2 separate regions of the Zea mays genome follow, and region 1 is linked to region 2. A link is a contact called in public Hi-C data. All regions are on one chromosome and are shown on one strand. The core of a region is the stretch at or near the end of the contact, and the rest is flanking DNA. Distances in the headings are between cores, read along the strand shown.

Region 1 (4,214 bases), core at 969-3,468, 770 kb before region 2:
TCTATCTATGCTGATGATGTGGTCCTTTTTGTTAAACCCATTGAGGACGATCTGAAATGTGTTGGCTTGGTTTGAGTATCCCCGTGCAGCAGCAAGTTAGACAATTTTTTAAATCTTCGGTGGTCTCTGTTGTTGGGAATGAGACCAATACTTTTTTCTGGTCGGACAGATGGTTGAATGGGCAGAGGATACATGATTTTGGCCCTGAAGTTGTAAGTATGGTGAGTAGCAGGCCATTTAATTCGAGAACTGTTGCTCAGGCGTTGCATAATTGGCAATGGGTTTGCGATATCGTGAATCATTTATCTTTGATTGGTCTACAGCAATATTTGCAGCTGTGGGATGCTTTAAGTGGAGTGGTGCTTAATCAGGAGGAGGACAGACATGTGTGGGTGCACTCGAGCTCTGGAGTATTGTCCTCAAAATCTTGTTATTCGGCGTTGTTTATGGGAGCTATTTCTTTCCAGCCATGGAAATGGGTGTGGAAGTCGTGGGCACCCCCCAAATGCAAATTTTTTGTTTGGCTGGTAATAAGGAATAAATGTTGGACTGCGGATAGACTTCAGAGGAAAGGACTACCGCACCCGGTGGTTTATCCATTATGTGATCAAGAGCAGGAAACTATCTTGCACCTCTTGTGCTCTTGCAGTTTTGCTAGACAATTTTGGCATGTTATATTTTCAGCTTTGAGGTTGGGACATCTTACGCCTACTAGAGAGGCGGGCTCTTTTGTGGATTGGTGGGACAAGGTGCAAAGGAGAGTCCCCAAGCAAATCAGAAAAGGTATTCATAGTCTCATTATCCTAGGGGCCTGGTGTTTATGGCTGCATCGCAATAAGGCGGTATTTGATGGTGTCAACCCTTCATTGAGCACCATTCAGAGGCTTTTCTTGAATGAGGTGGAGTGCTGGTGTATGGCTGGTGCGAAGCAGCTCGAGAGTCTCGGACTTCTGGCTGCATTTGCTAGGGTCAGGGCTATTCCTAGTGCATGAGGTTGTACTGTTTTTCCTTTTTTATTTTTTGCCTGTTATGGCATTGTACTTTGGTCCATTTCGGACCTTTCTCTCTTTCAATATAATGATGCGTAGTTCTCCTGCGAGAAAAAAAAAGTAATGACACATCCTTACGTAGCTAGGGTTCTATAGGATGCCGACAGTGCAACAGATTGTCATTTGCACTACGCCACTGCAACCTCTATCACATGTTATTGATAGATCAAAATGACACAAAAGAATTGCTCAAGGGTCAAGGATTGCTATTGCAAGAGCTTCAATTACACAAGACTTACTCCATTGCAGGCACTAGAATATAATCAACATATCAAACCAGCAAGACCACTACTGCATTCCTTCGAATATTTGTCAAGCTCTGCAGGCAAGCAAATAAAAAAAAACACAGTGAAGCACCAGAAATCTAACCAGTATATGATCCTCCCGTCGAGGTCAAGAATGTGGACGGACTGCCCCATTGACTGAAGCACCCTGGAGTACTGCCTCTCCGGCAGCCTAGCGCTGGTGCTAGCGTCTCCAGCGCCTGCGCGGCCCTCCCGCTGCAGCGGTGATGAGTGCGGGAAAGACGCCGACCCACGGGCCCACGCGCGCTGCCCGCCCTCAAACCCCCCGGACAGCCGCCTACCTGGCGCCCCCGCCTTCGCCTTGGCCGGCGGTGGCGGCGGCACCGGCACGCCGCGCCGCGGCGAGACGGATTGCGAGCGCCGACGCTCCCCAGCGCCGGGTATTAGCTTAGACATCTCCTGCTTGAGCTGCGCCTGCCCAACCTCCAGTTCCCGGATCTTCTTCAGGAGTTCCTCCCCGCTGGAGTCCATCCTTGCCGCGGCAGAGGCTGGCTTCCTCAAAACCACCGAGGCCGCCTCGTCCTCAAACCACCGGCATCACCGACTTCCACGAGCGCCCTAGAGCTGACTCCGCCGCCGCCGCGTCCCCTCTCGCCTTCTCAGGGACGGCCCCTACGAGCTCGGAAGGCCGCTCCTTTCTCCGCTCCCGAGGCAGATTCGACGCAAACGGAGCAAAAGCTCGGAGCCTCCCGGTTCTCTGAGATCTCCAGCAGCGATCCCCCCGGGCAGAAACCGGCTAAATCGATGAAAACTACAATCTTTTCTGGGGAGCAGTCTTGCCTGTGCGTGGAAGAGGAGCAAATTGCTGTGGAATCTGTCTCGCTCACCGGTCACACACACGCATCCAGATGGAGATTGAATAAAATACAATAGTAGTAATAATAATGGCAATAAAAAACTGCCGGGGCTGCTTGCTGGTCTCCTGGTGGCATTTTATGCATCTGGTCTTAGTTTTTGTTTGATATTTTGTAGCCTTCTCAAAAAGTATTTTATGCCCATTTTTTCTGTTTCGGCAATTTTCAATTTCTTTTGTATATTTTCTTGGGTGTTGTGTTGATCCACACAGCGCCTGTCCCTGTCCCTATCCATCTAACTTGCTGCCAGTGCCAACCTGTGTTGTCATCCTTGACGAGAAAAAATGTTGGCAACTGGGAAATTGGTTGCTGCTATCACTGCAATTTTCGGATAGGCTCGGGATTATTTCTTGGCTTTTAACTGTCTAGATCTATACTATATTATGCTTGCCAGTTCTGTTTTGGTGCTCATTTATATGATTTGCTTTTGTTGCGTGTGGTGTGTAGGGTCCTTTTGTGGGTGCCTATACCACTCAACTGTCCCGGAACGGCATGCTTGCATGCCACAATTTTGGTCAGCTTTTTTCACATGTGTCTGTTATTAGTGTGACCTTTTTTTTCTTTTTCCCGTCTCAAAATATAAATTTTGGATAAAAATGGTAAATATGTATATAAAGATATAATTATTATACTTCAAACGAAGAGAACGTAAAAAGATACAACTAGAGTCTGGTAGTTCTATTTTTAGGTGTCTACTTGATTTAAATAAATTTTATACTTTAGAAGTGCATACTTTTGACCAAAACATCTAGTCATGTCCATATGCATTCGTTTGAGCCTTTAATTAAGCTAACTTTAAAAATAAATAGAAAGAGAGTATGATCCTAATATGATTTAATTCTTAAATTTTATAGTATAAAATTTAGAGTCCGTTAGAGTATGATCCTAAGCATGATGTAGAAGAAAAAGAAGATGTGCTAAATTTCTGGTTAGCCACCTTTTTTGGACTCTAGACATGTATTTAAATAAGGTCTTGTTCAATTATTTCCACCTCACATGGATTAGATATAATTGAAATTAGGAGGATTTTGACTTGTTTAGAATTTAATCTCACTCAATTTACTTTAATCCACATGAATTAAGTATAAAACAAACAGGCCCTAAGGGTGAATCAACACTCGAATTATTCGAGCCGCAGCTCAGACATGCCTCGTATAACTTTATTTGCTCTAGTTTTAAATAGTTAAAATAAAAAAGAGTGAAATTTAAAGCCAGTTGTGGTCTGGAAGCCTTGCCTGGTCTAGGTAGCTCCATCCGTGAGCTAACATAATAGTCGGTCAGATTACACTGCTTCATAAAGTATGGAGTGAAAAGGAACATGAAAAAATGAAAAGAGAACGATAAAAATACTACATAGCTAGTAACTGTGTACCTTTCGACAAGCAGGCTTTCTGCGAGGTTTCTATTTGAGCCCCTTGGTTTGGTTTTTATTTATATAGTGTTTTTTCTATGATTACAGTTACAATAGTTTAAACAGCTGGCTTTAGGCTGGGAGAGCTTTACTTCAAAATTTTCAAATCTATTTCAGCTTCTATCCAAACAGGTACAGCTCCACGAGCTCTAGTTTCAAAAAACTGAAACTAGAGGTCAATTTCATGAAACTTTTGAAGCTCCTCAAAGGGTGCTTCGAAAACACTGTTTTCATACATCCTCATGATAATTGCACAAAAATTGCCCACCATGTCATTGGTTACATGACCTACCGATTTAGGTATCTTTCTCCACCTACTAATCATCAAGGGTAATTAAGAAAAATCACACAAATTAATTGTATTATGGAAGCTAGAGTAGTCTATGTACATGCCAAACACTCTTGAATCTCGCCTTACCAATCTGTTGAAGTTGTTTCATTGTGAAGCTGTAAAATTGTCGGCGTTTCGACCTCGGGGGGTCCATGGACCGACGAGTAAATTGTCGCCGCGTGCCCCAGCCCAGATGGGTCGGCGCGAGACGGAGCGCGAAGGGGGGAGAAAGCCGGAGGGAGGCTGGCGTAAAAGGAGAAACCC
Region 2 (3,733 bases), core at 685-3,184:
GTTTAAGGGCCATACAAGCATGAAACATTAGGGGCCGTATGTGCAACATGAATATAGACCTGAAAATAAAATAGTGATGAGTTTCACACCTTAAAGTACGGATCCCATCTGTAGTTCCTTGATATTTTGGTTGGAGTTCCAATGAAGGTGGCCTAATTAGTTCCCCCCGTAGCTCACCAATTGCACGAAGAACTTTACTGAAACAACGACTAACTGTTTCCCCAGATCTACCAAAATTCGTGCCAATCAACCTATTTCTAAGGTTATGCCCAATTGTATTTAGAAACATGGCCACTTGTTGGTCAACACACATATGGATAGTGTCCTAAAGTAAACCACGCTCTCTAAAATGTTTAGTTAGGTGAAAGAAACAAGCCCTTTTCATTCTAATCATGTTTATACATGTTGTGTCATCCCTCCAAATCTTTGTGTTGAGATATTCAATTATAACTCTATCCCTTTCATGCATTGGTGCATAGGTAATCCCTATCCTCCTTGCATTTCGTTTTCTTTTTCTAGAATGAATAATCATAGCCATCATTGACAGTAACTTATGTGCATCAGCAACACAAACTATAACCTTGGTCTTCTTATCCATCTACATGTAAGCATCAAATCCAAAAAGACAACAATCATGTAGAATTGATATATAGGTGTACAATCAAGTGTTCATGCAAACAAAATATAAAGGAACTAATAGCAATTACGATCTGCATATTAATACATTATGATCTACATACACTATTTGCATAGAATTATTTACATTACTCAAGTCTAAAAACAATTCAGTAGCGCAAGAAACACAAATTGACAAGAACTGTCGTACATTTGTAAGTCAAGAACCATAAACGATGAGTATGCCGTAGATTTGTAAGTCAAGAACTGATGCTAAGTTCACTAATAAGGAGATTAATTTATAATAGCAATAGCTTGTGGATGAGTATGTCGTAGATTTGATAAAAAAATAAAGGATGCTACACCACCGACACGGCTACACCAGGCACCAGCTACATGGCTAAACAATAAGAACTGCTGTACAAGTTGACAAGAACTTTTCCTTGATGCTGGCCGGCTGTAGCATGGCTCTCTCCCTCTCTCACCTACACGACTACACCAAGCATCAGGCATCAGAAAGGGGTCGGAGAGCTGTTGTCCATGGAGCCTGATCCTGATGCGTCTGCTGGTCACGAGCCTGTGGGGGAAGAGCTCGCCGCGCCGGGCTCACCACGCGGAAGAGAGCAGAGGGGAAGAAGAGAGCAGAGTGGAAAGGAACTCACCGCGCCTGGCTCTTAAGAGCTCGCCGGCTAGCGGGATAAAGGAGGAAAATGAGAGCAGAGGATAGGCGACTCACCGCACCCTGCTGAGCAGCTCGCCGGTCAGCAGGATTGGAGGAAGAGGAGAGCATAGGGGAAGAGGAGAGTAGAGGGGAAAGAGGACTCACCGCGCTGAGGAGCTCGCCGGCCAGCGGGATGAAGGAGGCGGCGCTAGATCTGATGTGGATGAGAAGGGCTCGTGAGGTGCCTTGTCCCGAGAAGAACGATATTATCCGTCTGATTCAGAGGGACGAACATGGACAATATTCTAGTGATAATATTTTTGTAGGGACGGTCTCATCTGAACCTTGACTCCCAACCAAACAGTCTAGTGTGTGGGATCGTCCTGTTCCATCCCGTCCTGACTCGCAACCAAACACATCCTTAATACGCGGCCGGATTTACCCTTAAATCCTGATGTGACGTCTCTGTTTGTGTTTTTCTGAAAAATGCTATATATTTATTTCATCTTCGTGGTTAAGGAATTTTCAATCTTGTGTAAGGGCGAGTTAAGGTTGTGTGCTTTGTTACCTCTGTTTGTTCTCGAAAGCCTGCAAAGACATGGACAGCTCATGCGGTCATGCCTCTTCTCTTCCGTGGCTCTGTGGTCCGTAGTCAGCGCCAGACGCCCAGAGCCCCCGACAAGCACCGGACACTCGCTCGCGAATAGCCTTGGCGGGCCTTTAAAAGGGCGTCCCCGCAAATACGCCACCCCACACGGATCGAAAACGAATTACCCTCGGTGCCCTCCCTCTCGGCGGCGGCGCAAGTCCCCTTCATCTCCGGCGCGGTGAGCTCCCCTTCTTCGTACCCCAGATTCTTACTTCCTTTCCCGGCGCCTGACCCTACACCGCTACGCGCCTGCTCGCGTTTTGGGAAAAAAAACTTACCCTTTCGGTTGCCTTGGCCATTCGGATCTGGCTCCCCCTCGGCGCCGGCGCGCTGGGTTGGCACGGCGAATCTATGTGTCGGTGTCGATGGTGTGCAAGGCGAGCGTGTTAGGTCGCCGTGCAGATAGCTTGGTTTGGCGGAGGATACGGCGGCCGTCTCTGCTTTTGGTTCCTGGGTTGGATCAAGGGACGCAAGGGTCGTCTGCCAATCTGCCATGGAGTTGGGAATGGTAATACTGATCCAATCCGCGGCAAACAGTTCTGGTGTGTTATTGTTATGCACCGGTATATGTTGGCCTGCGATGCAACAAGGATGCTGGTGGCGAAAAAGAAATGGTGGCTGTTGCAGGGAAAATACCGACTAGTCAAATGTATATGCAAAGAGATTTCTTTTGGCGTGTAACAATGTCCTGTACTCAGTTTTTGTGGTCTGATTAGGGATCCAAAGTCAGCAGGGATGGGCTAGAATGCAAATAGGGTATTTTGAATCAACTGCACTGAGATTGCAGTTGATCCTGATGTTAATAAACTGGATTGGGGGTTCTGGCTGCACTTGACTGTTGCCTCTAGAGTTTAGATGGCGCATAGGCAGTTTCTGGTCTACCATGTTTTCATGTTGATGAGGGTTTGCATTGTTCATATTCATCATTTGGATGCAATTCTGCTCCTTAATCTGGGACCAGGGTGCTTCTAACCTAACACAAGTTTGTCTGATGAGTGTAGTCTTCTTGCTTACTAGGTGTTTGTTTCATGATGTACATAAGCACATCACATATCCTGAATGTAGCAATAGGAAAAATGTACATTTACTGTTGTTCTGTGTACTTCACTTCTCAGTATTTCTGTGTTCATCCAAAACCTGAATGGATTGAGGGTTCTATGCTTTGCATAACATAGGAAATTAACTGCTAGACATGGTTTTAAGGGCATGGCTGTGTTGTATTACCTTCCTAGGTTGGGTTGGGAATCAGGTTGCATTTAAAACTACGTCCAAATGATGCATGCTCTAAACCTATATTCTTGTGACATTTTTTTCTCGAAAAGCGCAGGAGAACTGCACTCCAATATATTATAGCAGAAGGGAAGGGGAAAAGAACCCCGGATACAAGGCACCCTTACAGAAGGGAAGGGAGGCCACACAGAAGCATACATAAAACAATCCATAAGGAAAGGATAAGCCACACACACCCTATGAAGATCTGAATCTGACCCTAAGAAGTGGAGAGCGGGGCAGCCAGGAAGGATAATCCCTTGGCACCAGCCACTTGCCACTTCTCCCTCTCCTCATGTGCAGTCTGTAGGAGAAGAGAGAGGTTAGGAGCCACTCCATCAAAAAACCACTCTATTTCTATGGGTCCAGATCAACCACGCTCCAAGAGAGAGAGGAGGTAATCCAACCCTTTCTTCCTCAAACCCGTGACCTGATCTGAAGCCCTTTCTCACCAGCCCAAAAAACTGATATCTCCTTGTTGAGGTGCTAAACTGTGCAGGCCAAAAAACCTTAAGACGATGTACCAAAAGACTCTAGAG

What was found. A called contact is a pair of places that touch in the nucleus more often than the background predicts.
Region 1: a Hi-C map of tassel shows a contact between it and region 2, with 4 times the contacts expected there. The contact joins the promoter of LOC100501094 here to the promoter of LOC109939366 in region 2. A contact is called at or near these places in 4 of 25 Hi-C or Micro-C datasets (ear, endosperm, leaf and 1 more).

What each region holds. Positions count from the first base shown.
Region 1 is chr1:151,487,650-151,491,863 of Zm-B73-REFERENCE-NAM-5.0, reverse strand. LOC100501094 (protein kinase domain superfamily protein) reads right to left here and starts at 2,218. Exons shown (of 13, transcript NM_001195915.1): 1 at 1,419-2,218. The coding sequence starts at 1,825.
Region 2 is chr1:150,715,816-150,719,548 of Zm-B73-REFERENCE-NAM-5.0, reverse strand. LOC109939366 reads right to left here and starts at 1,934. Exons shown (of 3, transcript XM_020546485.2): 1 at 1,845-1,934. The coding sequence starts at 1,876. It overlaps LOC100273814, which reads left to right and starts at 1,739. Exons shown (of 2, transcript XM_020546492.3): 1 at 1,739-2,103. The coding sequence starts at 1,763.